Linked DNA regions of Mus musculus: regions 2, 3 and 4 are each linked to region 1. The links are chromatin contacts, called in public HiChIP or PLAC-seq and promoter capture Hi-C maps. All regions are on one chromosome and are shown on one strand. Each heading gives the region's core, a stretch centred on a gene start, on an enhancer-like site or on the middle of the called end of the contact. The rest is flanking DNA. Distances are from core to core; before and after follow the strand shown. Region 1 holds the start of Ppm1e (protein phosphatase 1E (PP2C domain containing)). Region 2 holds the start of Trim37 (tripartite motif-containing 37). Region 3 overlaps Tex14 (testis expressed gene 14). Region 4 overlaps Trim37 (tripartite motif-containing 37).

The links. Promoter capture Hi-C pulls out the DNA fragments that hold promoters and counts their contacts. HiChIP or PLAC-seq counts read pairs in DNA pulled down with a chosen protein or histone mark.
Region 2: a contact with region 1 is called in an HNF4G HiChIP or PLAC-seq map of pancreatic cancer cells. The contact joins the promoter of Trim37 here to the promoter of Ppm1e in region 1. A contact is called at or near these places in 6 of 39 promoter capture datasets (the 3T3-L1 cell line, the C10 cell line, the HPC-7 cell line and 3 more), 3 of 484 Hi-C or Micro-C datasets (embryonic stem cells and nephron progenitors), 1 of 115 datasets of contacts at active chromatin or transcription factors (pancreatic cancer cells) and 1 of 9 other capture datasets (pancreatic islet).
Region 3: a contact with region 1 is called in an H3K27ac HiChIP or PLAC-seq map of microglia, with 5 times the contacts expected there. The contact joins the enhancer-like site here to the promoter of Ppm1e in region 1. A contact is called at or near these places in 10 of 39 promoter capture datasets (the 3T3-L1 cell line, the HPC-7 cell line, embryonic stem cells and 5 more), 1 of 115 datasets of contacts at active chromatin or transcription factors (microglia) and 2 of 9 other capture datasets (adipose tissue and liver).
Region 4: a promoter capture Hi-C map of hematopoietic stem and progenitor cells shows a contact between it and region 1, with 3 times the contacts expected there. The contact joins the enhancer-like site here to the promoter of Ppm1e in region 1. A contact is called at or near these places in 8 of 39 promoter capture datasets (the C10 cell line, the HPC-7 cell line, cancer-associated fibroblasts and 4 more), 6 of 484 Hi-C or Micro-C datasets (the HL-1 cell line, the N1E-115 cell line, bone marrow-derived macrophages and 2 more), 15 of 115 datasets of contacts at active chromatin or transcription factors (the 230-238 cell line, the HPC-7 cell line, acute myeloid leukemia and 9 more) and 2 of 9 other capture datasets (adipose tissue and liver).

The regions. Positions count from the first base shown.
Region 1 is chr11:87,357,592-87,360,470 of GRCm38.p6, forward strand. It overlaps Ppm1e (protein phosphatase 1E (PP2C domain containing)), which reads right to left and starts at 1,403. Exons shown (of 7, transcript NM_177167.4): 1 at 858-1,403. The coding sequence starts at 1,312. Gm33937 (a long non-coding RNA gene) reads left to right here. Exons shown (of 5, transcript XR_003949755.1): 1 at 1-302; 2 at 435-1,279; 3 at 2,254-2,351; 4 at 2,573-2,677.
Region 2 is chr11:87,125,581-87,128,459 of GRCm38.p6, forward strand. Trim37 (tripartite motif-containing 37) reads left to right here and starts at 1,495. Exons shown (of 24, transcript NM_197987.2): 1 at 1,495-1,914. The coding sequence starts at 1,894.
Region 3 is chr11:87,522,170-87,525,048 of GRCm38.p6, forward strand. It overlaps Tex14 (testis expressed gene 14), which reads left to right. Exons shown (of 31, transcript NM_031386.2): 18 at 326-426. Among named protein-coding and RNA genes, the nearest start is that of Gm34000, 43 kb to the right of the region's middle. Within about 2 kb of position 1,507, at least 32 of the 459 cell types and tissues checked have an H3K27ac peak or open chromatin away from gene starts, as enhancers often do. A contact at or near this core is called in microglia and neutrophils, where this site is marked.
Region 4 is chr11:87,211,100-87,213,978 of GRCm38.p6, forward strand. The region is part of intron 22 of Trim37 (tripartite motif-containing 37); the gene reads left to right. Among named protein-coding and RNA genes, the nearest start is that of Trim37, 85 kb to the left of the region's middle. Within about 2 kb of position 1,427, at least 24 of the 459 cell types and tissues checked have an H3K27ac peak or open chromatin away from gene starts, as enhancers often do. A contact at or near this core is called in bone marrow-derived macrophages, hematopoietic stem and progenitor cells and macrophages, where this site is marked.

The DNA.
Region 1 (2,879 bases), core at 153-2,652:
AAAAGACTCTCGGGTTTCCCAGTGTTTGCAGAGGCATTATTTCAGAACAATTCCATTTGGAAAGAAACGCGATTGTAAACCGTTTCTATTTCAAGCCCATAAAAAGCAGAACTCGGATGAAAGGCAAAGCCTTGACCTTTCTATTTTAGACTTGCATCTGGGTAGCTAAGCCATCTGCTTTTCTCCCACCTCCCACCCCATCTACTTAATGGACTGAAAATACTGCACTTAATTGCAATTTTATCCAACCAGGCTGACTTTTCTGACTTACGACCTCGTCTTTTCACCTAACGGCTTGCTCGGTAGGGTTTTACTTACCCTTCCTTCCCAATTCCTCCCTACCGCTCTCAATTATATGCTGTCAAATGTCTGCAAAGTATGATACTAGGCTCTCACGTAAGAAAGCCATCTATAGAGCCTTTTCATTTCAACAGTGAGCGCCTGACGGAAAATCTAGGGGTCTGGGCTCCTCTGGGCACCGACGGTATTAGCTTTGTTGCGGTTATGTAGAAAGGCACCTCTTACTGCCTGTAAAGGAGTCGCGCGTCCCCACCGCCCAACAAGGAACGCAGCCCGGGAAAGGACAGACAGACGAAGGTGGGAGGAAACCCCGGGAAGAAAGGCGCAGGGAAGAATGGGGAGCCCAAGACGGGAGGGAAGACCTTGGCAGGAAGGTTCTGGAGGAAGGTGTGCGAAGTGGCCGAGAAGCTGGCCGAGAGGGCCAGCGAAGAGGGGCCGGGGGCAGGCGGGGGGGACCCCGCCCGGGTGCCCCGCGGGGACATGGGTAGCGGGGACGGGAACCCAGGCCGGCACCCCGGGGATGGCGGCCCACCCGCGGCCGAGCCCCGCTACTTAACTATTTGTAGAGCTGCTGCAGGCACAGGTCCAGGCTCTCGCCCTCCACCTCCTCTCGGGTGATGCGCTCCGACAGCGGCCGTGGGAGCGGGGGCAGCGGTGGCAGCTGGGGCTGCGGCGGTGGCGGCACGGCCGAGTGCCCCGGGGCAGCCGCTTCCTCCTCTTCCTCCTCCTCGCCCTCCGTCGCCGTCTCCTCCTCCACCGCCTCGTCTTCGGGCTCGGGGTCTTGGTCCTGCTCCCCCTCCTCGGTCGCCTCTACCGTCGCAGCGTCCTCCCCCGGTTCCTCCCCCGAAGCCTCGGCCGCCTCAGCCGCGACTAGCTCGGCTTCGGGCTCGGGCTCGGGCTCGGATTCGGGTTCGGGCTCTGGCTCGCCGCCACCGCACGGTCCGCGGAACTCGCCCAGGAACAGCTCCAGGAAGCGCCGGTAAGTTTTCTCCTCAGGGATGCAGCCCGCCATCGTTGCTCATGCCCCGAGGTCCACCGGGAAGGGGGTGGGAGGTGAGCCCAGGAGGAGGAGGGGGCTGCTTCGGAGCCTCGCCTCCCGCTACGGAGGGGGAACGGCCGCACGGGCACCGGCGATCAGCACTGGGTTGCCTGGAGAGGGCTCCCGCAGGCGTGCGCGCCACCGAGCTCGGACGTGCGCGGCCCGGGGGCGGGGGCGGAGCGCGCCACCCCGCTCCGGTCTGGAGGGAAAGTTGGTGGCGGGCGCGCGCACAGGGTCCAGCGGCGGCCCACCCGCAATCCCTACCGAGAGCTCAGCCCACGCTGCCTAGAGACTGTCGCCATGGCAACCGGTTCTAATTAAGAATTCCAAGGTCCCTCCCGTCGAGTCTGTGGAGTGGTAAGGACGCTGGACTCCTGCACTCCAACTTCGAATGGTCTTTGTGGGGTGAAGACCCTAGTTTCATGATAAGCACTGAGACATCTCTGTTGGTTCCACCAGGAGTGTACTGACTTCAGTTTCCTTATCTGCTTGCCTTGCCGTAGTATATCTCTTGATCCGATGGCACGCAGTAAACACCTTTTACTAATGATATGTGTTGAAAAAGTAAAGGTCCAGGCACGAGCACCCAAAAAGGGTAGTTTCCTTTGTCTAGGTTCTTTCGTTTGATTCTATGTATCCTCCTTTCTCAAAAAGATGAACGTGAGAAATTAAACAGTAATTCGCTTGCTTAAAAGTCAAGACTTTCTAGCTGTGGCATTGGTGTTAGAGCCCCTTTCAAAGTCTCCAAAGCCTTTAGAATCTTTCCCCTTAACTCTGCTCTATGAAAATCTAGCTGTGCCTCGTATCTACACAATGTCTTATTTATATAGGGCTTTGCAGTTTACACGTGTTCGTCTCTAATCCTCACAGCCTTTTAAGGCAAAGGTTATTACCGTTAGGATTCTGTTTTACAGATGAGGAAACAAGCCTTCAAAACAGTGACTTTGCTCAAGGTCAAAAGCAAGCGATGCAACAAGAATTCAATCCGAGATTGAAGTGGTAGATTTCACTTGTAAGTTTTCCATCACCCAAAAACCCCTGCTTAGTTTCTGTATAATGCATGTCATTATATTATATTATCCTACCATATAATCCGTATTTTGTCTATATTTTGTTTGTTCTTCCCCACCACCTCCTGTGTCTCTTCTTACTCCCTCCCCCAAGCTAGAACTGAAATGACTTTAAATTATTCTAATTTTCTTACCAAACTATAAACAAACCTATTATTTTCAGGCTTCATGGTGATGATGTTGGTGGTGGGTGCTTTGAAGATGCTGTGCTGTACAGCTGTATGGATGATAGCATCATTGCTGCATACTACCACGTCCACGGCAGCATGTAATTCAGCACAAACATAGTGATTTTTCCCCTCTGCTTTGAAAAAACATGTACTCACAAATTATCCACTCCATCTCTCCATTTATTGTTTCTGGGTTTCAGCTGGATTTAGGATCAGAAATACCATTTCCAGTCAGTTATTAATGACAGAAGAGGGTGCGTTCTCACCAACTGTTTTCCTATAATGCTGTATTTTTAAATC
Region 2 (2,879 bases), core at 245-2,744, 230 kb before region 1:
ACCACACCCGGCCTCCACAAATTTTTAGGTATAGATTAAATTTTAAAGTGTAAATAGAATGTGGTGGCATACCTATGTATATCCTAGCACTGAAGAGGCTAAGGAGGGAGTTGAAGGCTGGCATATGCTTTATAGCAAGTTCTAGGTCAGTGCAGGTGACATGGGAACATCAGCAAAAAGGTACAATTCAGGACACGTTAGTAAAATTATTCTGCAACTATCAGCCTGCATCTAGTTCAAAGACCATAAGTGGTTTGAAATGAAAGCCTTTTTTGCTTTTGGTTTTTCAATACACGGTGTCATTGTGTATCCCTGATTGTCCTGGAACTCCACCTGCCTCTGTCCCCCAAATGCTGGGACTAAACGAGTGCTCCACCATGCCCAGCTTGTGAAAGCATATTCTATCTCTACTTAATTAAATTATGTGTGTGTAGATTATTTTGGGTTATATTAATATATGTGCATGTGAGTGTGGGTGTTTTAGGTGGGCAGAATGGAGTTGGAGTATAGGCTGGAGACCAAAGGCAGGGTTAGAGAGTGGTCCTCCCCCGGAGTAGCAAGTATTCTTAACCTCTGGGCCATCCGTCCTACCTCCATAAATCTTGTTTATAGTTCATATAATTTTTAAAAAATGTTGCTAGTAACGAAAAGATTCTTTCTAGATTATCAATTCTCTGGATTGGGTTCATAAATAACTTTGTAATAAGCTTAAGAGAAGAATTAAGATTTAAGTATTTGACCAACGCCTTTTGTCTCACATACCCTCAATTTCTGCACCCTAACTGGTCTCTTCTGGAAGGAATTTAGAAGCGATTCCCTAGACTCTTTGTTAGTCCCCATAGCAAAAACAACTCAAGCTGCAAGAAAGCCTTAGTCGGTGGGATGTGGATCCAATTGTCTCACCAAAATGAGAAGACGTGGTACCTCTCCCCTGCAATCCTTACTTCCAGGAAGCTTGGAGACTTCACTATACGTCCAGTCTATCATGAACTAAAGAAACCTTGTCTCAAAATAACAGGTCAAGAGAAATCGCCGGTCCATTACAATTGGAGCTTTCAAATGCATTTACTATGGAGGGGGACTAAGTTTTTTTTTTTTTTTTTTTTTTTTTAAAGCTTAAAGTCTGCGTTTCCTCCCAGAGGCGGAAAGCAAACACTAACCAAGCAAGAGTTCCCGGCTCCAGGGTCTCCTTAGGTGACCCACAAACAATGGGAACGCAAATAAGACTCTCCGTCCCTTCCTAATACTCGGGAGCGTGGCTTCTTCCAATTAGGACGCACCAAGGAGCCTACATCACTGGCGGTAAAATCTGCGAGGCGAAGGGCACCGCGCCGACGCCCGACACGCCTCCCCGCGGCACCGCCTCTCCAAGTCTCGTGTGCTGCGCGCACCGCGGGAACCGGGCGCCCGCCTCTCCTCCCGCCCCGCTCCGCCCCGCCCCTCCCCTCCCCTCCCGCAACGCCGAGTGCGCGTGCGCATCGCGTCCGCCCCGTTGCCGCGCCTCTAGCTGCCCTGGTTACCGTTGGTGTTTGCGAATTCTCTGTGGCGCCTGTTCCGCCCCGGACGGGCCCCGCGGCGGTTTTCACACGCGCGCGCCGGCGTCACGTGGGCCAGGGCTCCCACGCGGACGCAGGCCAGCTGCTGAGGCGGGAGGAAGGCGTTGCGGCTACCGCTAGCCCTTCCCTCTCCGCCCCAGGGCTGGCGCGCGGATAAAAAAAAATGGCGAAATGCGGGGTAGCCGGTGGGGAACCCGACGGGATGGGGCGCGGAGGTGGCACTGTTGTGGGAGCCTGCTGAGGTGAGCGCAGCTGACCTGGCGACCTCGGGCCGGCGCCTGACAGCGCAGACACGGACTCCGAGGGTCGCCGAGGGCCCCGCCGAGAGCCGGAGGCAATGGATGAGCAGAGTGTGGAGGTGAGGGGCATCACGGAGGGTGGCGGCTGGGCTCCTTTTCTATCCGGGGCCCCATGCGCTCGCCCTCCCTGTGGGAGGCAGCCTCTGCGAGTCGCGGAGAGGGAGGCTGGCCCGGCGGTAGTGCTTCCAGCCCTCAGCATGCCCGGTGCTGAATCTGTTCCGCAGTCAGGTGCTGCGGAGCTCCAGCGATGCCTTGGCACCTGCTCTCGTCGCTGTTTGCAGGCTGAGCCTTTCTAGAGCAAAATTGCAAATTCATCGGAAGGACTTGCCCTGCTTTCTCGCCACGACTTGCTCTGCATGATTAAACATTTTTTTCACCCTCAGCGGTTCATTTTGTAGGACACACACACCTCTCTCACACTCGACTGACTTAAAGACTAGTAGTTTCCAGCATTGATTCTTGTAAGATGATTTCATGATTGGGGTATTTCCATAAAGGCTAGAATCATCAAAACGATTGCTTGGGGGCTGGGGGGCGTGAACCGTTCAGAGACTAAAGTACTACATGATTTTTGCTTTTTAAAAATAAGGGATAACTTACTGAGCATTGCTCTTGAGATTAACCCAGTTCACCCCCATGGTTTTATTGTCTTCCCAAAGCCAGTTAAGAGTCCGCATCTCTCAGGACCTGGTCTTGCAGTTATGACCATCAGTAATTTTCTACTTAATTGCTCTTGTGAAAGTTGTGTGAAGGTTTTGTAAACTTTTCTTGGTTTTAGGAGGGTTTAATTTTTCTGGAATGGAGTAAAAATAGACGTGGGTAAACTTCCCTGTTTTCAATTTTTTTTTAGTTATTAACTTAATGTCAATAGGGACACTCGCATTTATAGTGGCTGCAGATTTTCAGGCTCACATAATTAGTTGATTACATCAGGACAGAAATTCAGATTCTGAATTAGTTTGCCTCTAATCACGATATCTTTACAAATGTTTGTTTATTTAGTGTGTGCATGGGTGTGCATTGA
Region 3 (2,879 bases), core at 257-2,756, 160 kb after region 1:
AGGCCAGCCTGGTCTACAGACAGCCTGGGCTATACAGAGAAACCCTGTCTCAAACAAACAAGCAAGCAAACAAGCAAAAGAAAAAAACACAAAGAAGCCCCACAAAGCAACAACAAAAAGAATTTCTGTTGAATGGGTGGTCAAAATGGTTGGATGATCCAGGGCTATGTTTTGGGACCAGGCTAAATTCACAGTGTCTATATCTATATAACTTAGAGAATTTAGCTACTCTTTATATCTCTAGTCTAATATTCCTTCTGCCTTTTCCTGCTCCATGAGTGCCACTGAATGATCATATGATGTCTGATTGTGTCATGATCACTAGGTATTAGATACCCATTCTTCAGAAACCACGAGCAGCCAGAGCAGAATGAAGCCTCTCAAGCAAGCTGTGACACGTCTGTGGGCACTGAGAAGTTCTACAGCGTAAGTGGTACAGCCTGGCAGAACCAAGGTGCACACAGGGATCTGATGAATTCACCTGAGTTGTTGTATATTATAACACCAAAATGTTAGCTATACAAATTAGATATATTAATTATACAGGGCTATAGTGGCTTAAATAATATAGATAGCATTCAAGCCTAGCCTAGACCCTGTCTCACCCCACCCCATGTCCTCAAACCAAAAACCTAAAGAGGTGGGGGATAGAGAGAACTGTTGAGAATGATACACTATAGTAATATACTAGGTCTGTTTTTAATGTCATCGTGCTTGTGGTGATGCATGTGTGTGAGCCATGGCTCAGGTGCAGAGGCCAGGGGATAACATTTTGGAGTCTGTTTTTTACTTTCACTTTTGTGTGGGCTCTAGAGATCAAACTCACTTTAGCAGGCTTATGTGGCACATACCTTTACTGCTGAGCTGAGCCATTTCGGTGGCCCAATAATGAAGTCTTTTGAAGAACATGGTACAGAGTCACATTTACTTAGAAACACGAACAACAAAAGCATTTACTCTTTGTACCATCTGAGGCCTGGAAAGATGGGCTCTACATTGAACACATTGACTTCCCTGGAGCAGCTCTAGTCAGGGAACGGGGGTGGTCAAGATTTTCTGAGGAATTTTGTTGTGAAAAGAGAGGCAAAAGGTAACAGCTCTTAAGTGTGTAGGGAATTTCTGAAGGGTATAGCAAAAGTAATGTCCAAGGAAATTAGTTGCAGTGTCTTACCGAATTTCTGTCTGAATTGGAAAAAAATGAGTGTTCTGGCCAGATAGTGATCAGGACCCAAATATAGCACGTGCATAAAGAATTGATTACTTCTTATATATTTTACTCTTGAGATTTCACTGTCGTTTTAAAAACCGGACTCCCTCACTTGTCTTTAATCTGTGGTGTCTTAAGAACTCTCAAGTTCTGCACAGCTACAATATCCTCATGTCTAAGACAGTGCGAGCACATGGAGTGTACCATGCTCCTGAGGGGCCCAGTGTTTCAGGTTGCTCTCAGCTTTAACTGCCCAGGGCTACTCTTCTCAGACTTCAGAGCGGAAAGGTTATTAATCCCTTCCCTTTAGCAAAGGAAATGTTGAAATTGTACTAACTTCCCTATTCTGTCTCTTCACCAGGAAGGTACGTGTTCAGAAAGACAAGGAGAGCCAGCTTAGGGCAACATTAGGCTCCTGGTAGTTTTGGATAAGCCCATTATTAACGTTGCATCCAGCTGTAAAAGGATTTGTTTGCAGTGAATAGCAATTTAAGCATTATTTCCCTCATTGTTAGTTAGGTCAGTCTGTACAATTCATCAGAGTCTTCTGAGGTCGTAAGAGATCAATTTAAACTTCAGACCACGAGTATATCTTTCAGTTATTATGAATGTTTTACCTTTGTCTTAGTCATTATGAAGAGACATGATAACCACAGCAAGTCTTATAAAAGAAAGCATATAATTGGGGGCTGGCTTACCATTTCAGAGGCTTAGTCCATTATCATCATGGCAGAGAGCATGGTGGCATATGAGGTGCTGAAGCAGGTTATCTGAGAGCTACATCCTGATCCACAGGCTCAGCAGCAGACAGAGATACTGGGCTTGGCTGTGGACTATTGAAACCTCAAAGTCCACCCTCAGGGACACACTTCTGTTTTCACCAAGACCACAACTCCTAATCCTTTCAAATAGTTCCCAAGGGGACTAACAAGAGGTCAAATATATGAACCTATGTGGCCCATTCTTATTTAAACCACCTCAGCCTGCATGTGTGAATGTACAAGACATTTTGTGCCTGGTGACTGAGGAGGCCAGAAGAGGGTGTTGGAGCCCTTGGTGCTAGTTACGGCCAGTTGTGAGCACCATGTGCTCACATGTAGGTGCTGAGAATTAAACCCAGGACCTCTGGAAGAGAAGTAAGTAACTGCTGAACCACCTCTCCAGCTGCCAAGCCATGAGGATTTTTATTCATCATCTGTGAAACAAAAACAAGTACTCTTAGCTCTTTGTGTAACGTTCACATCTACATTGTGATGGTTCGTGCTGACTGCTAACTGGAAAGAGTCTAGGATCACCTAGGATACGGATCTCCAGGCTTACTTGTTGAGGAGTTGTTTAGACAGGGTTAGCCCCTGTGCATGTCCTGTGGGGGATTATCTCTAGGTTAGTTGAGGTGGGAAGACCCATCCTAAAGGACTGTCTTTCCCTAGGCTGGGGTCCTAGACTACAGGAAAAGAGAAAACTAGCTGAGCACAAACAAATAGCCTTTGTTCTCTGCCTCTTGTCTACAGAAGGAACATGACTGGCTGCCAGAGCCTCCCTGTCACAGTGTTGTTCAGGGCATTTTATCACAGGAACAGGAAGAGTAACTAAGACACACTGAAGTACACATGCAGATTTCTTTATTGCCTTCACATACACAAGGATAAATGTGTCACAGTATGCCAGAGGA
Region 4 (2,879 bases), core at 177-2,676, 150 kb before region 1:
GAAATCCACCTGCCTCTGCCTCCCAAGTGCATGCGCCACCACCGCCAGGCAAACTGTAGCTTTTTTAAGGTATGCTGTGTATGTGTGGTAGGAGGGGAGAGGTGGGAAGAACCACTTAAGAAGTAGAGATTAGATATTGAAGACACTGGTAAATAGCCTTTGATAATATTGTGTGATAAGTGTTCTGATAGAGGAACTAAAAGTATATCATCAAAAAAGTTGATATTTAGTAAGTTCTTGCTATGTTATTCTCAAAATTATTCTTTATAGTCATTAACTTCTTTTATTTCTGATTTTACAAACAAGTGATTTAAGACTTAGAAATAGAACACACATGATATGCACTCACTGATAAGTGGATAGTCCAGAAGCTCAGAATACCCAAGATACAATTTGCAAAACACATGAAACTCAAGAAGAAGGGGGAACAATACCCAATGGAAGGAGTTAAAGAGACAAAGTGTGAAGCAGAGACTGAAGGAATGACCATCCAGAGACTGCCCCACCTGGGGATCCATCCCATAAACAACCACCAAACCCAGACACTATTGCGGATGCCAAGAAGAGCTTGCTGACAGGAGCCTGATAAAGCTGTCTTCTGAGAAGCTCTGACAGTACCTGACAAATAGAGAAGTGGAGGCTCACAGCCATCTATTGGACAGAGCACAGGGTCCCCAGTGAAGGAGCTAGAGAAAGGACCCAAGGAACTGAAGGGGCTTGCAGCCCCATAGGAACAACAATATGAACTAACCAGTACCCCCAGAGCTCCCTGGGACTAAACCATCTCTCAAAGAAAACACATGGTGGGAGTCATGGCTCTAGTTGCATATGTAGCAGAGGATGGCCTAGTCAGTTATCAGTGGGAGGAGAGGCCCTTGGTCCTGTGAAGGTTCTATGCCCCAGTATAGGGGAATGCCAGGACCAGGAAGTGGGAGTGGGTGGGTTGGTGAGCAGGGGGAGGGGGCAGAGGGGAGTCGGATAGGGGATTTTTGGAGGGGAAACTAGGAAAGAGGATAACAATTGAAATGTAAATAAAGAAAATAATTTAAAAAAACAAAAAAATTTTTAAAAAGACTTAGAAATATAACTTACCTCACTGAAAGTCACAGAAATGGTCCTTGTAAGGGTTAGAATTTGAACCTAGAGTCAGTGCTTAGAATTTCCATCTCTGTATGCTTGAGTTGTAATGTACCCTTGGAAGTTTCACTTGAAGGCATGAGTAGACAGTCAGGTGATGAGCCAGTACGTCTGAGGCCAGAGTAGAAGTAGCAGTCAGATTGTGAGGAGTGGGCTTATCTTAAATCCATGTGTCTTAAGACCAAAAGTCAAGTTAAAAGGGGCGTGGGGAAAAAGTTCTTACTGTGTCAAATGGAGGAAGTGTTCTGTCATGTCGCTGTGGTTTCTCTTCCTCCTTGAGGAAGAGGCTGTCTGAAGAAACTTTAAGGCCTCATTTCTCTGCTTTAATAGCTGGGAGTTCGGAACTACAAAGATCACGGGGGATTTTTGTTCTGTTTTTGTTGTTTTTAGGTTTGGGTTTTTGATACAGTCTGGTTATCACATTAGAATTCAGTCCTGTCAGACCTCCCAGTGCTGGAGTTGTAGGTATGTGTCAGCACGCCCGGCTCCCAAGTATCAGTGCAATGTAATTGCTTTGTTGTGTTTTGGGTTTTGTTTTTTGTTTTTTTGTTTTTGTTTGTTTTTTTTAGACATAATGGTCATAAACAGACCCATTCCTTTCTAACTGGAACTAATTGGGACAACCTTCTATTTGTCTTCTTTTTAACGATTTTATACTGGCAGCCTAATTTAACAACAACAAAAACAACACACACGCCATTGATAAGCTGTACAATTCTGTAAACTGAAGACTGAATACCCAATTCAGAGAAAAGTCTTGTCACAGCTATTAAAAACATTGCTCCAGATTAGCTAGCAGATGAGTTATACAACCTGTGATGGCTTACTAGTGCTGATCACCTTTAGGGTAATCAAGACGAGCTATTCAAAAATAAATAAAATTAATGTAATGAAAGTAGCACTCTTGTTTAGAAGTCTTAAGTGAGACATGCCTAAGTGTGATAGGGTATTTTCAGAGTTAGAAAACTTAGCTGTTCAATGTGGGTATGCCTCTGTATTTCTTTGTTACTATGTAGCCCAGGCTAGCCTTGGACTTGAACTTCTGATCTTCCTGACTGTACTTCCAAAGAACAGGGATTCTAGGCTTGAGCTGTATGCTTATTTTTCATGTGTTAACAGTGGAACCCAGGAGTTCAGCAGAGCAGCTACATCCTGGCAGCTGCCTTTCACTCCCCATTTTGAGACATATTTTCACTGTGAATAGCCCAGGATGGCTGTGAACTCATAGCAGTTCTCCCTCCTGAGCCTCTCGATGCTGGGATTGCAGATGCGAACCTCTTCATTTGGCTGATAGTTGCCTGCCTGCCTGCCTGCTCTCCACTCTCACTCTCTCTCTCTCTCTTTCTTTTCTGTGTCATATCAGTGAACTAGAAGTCTCAGTGAATTGGCTAGCTTTTTTGAAAATGACAAGATAGTTGCTTCTGTTGCAAACTTGGTAAGAACTCTGAATCACATCCTGAGGATTCATGGGCAAGGTTTGTTAATTTTCTATGTCTTTAGCAACAAGGAAACCTTTCTCAGGGCCAGCAACAACTTCCTAGCTTGATCTTGTATCATTTGTTGATGGACAAGGAAAAAGGGCAAAGTCCATTAATTTGGTCCCACTCCATGAGTGCACAGTCTTTCAGGGAAGGCAAGATTTTTAGACAATGTTAAGAGTCCTTTAGAACAGTGGTTCTCAATTATGGGTTGTAACCGCCACAGGATTGCATATCAGATATTTACATTACAATTCATAACAG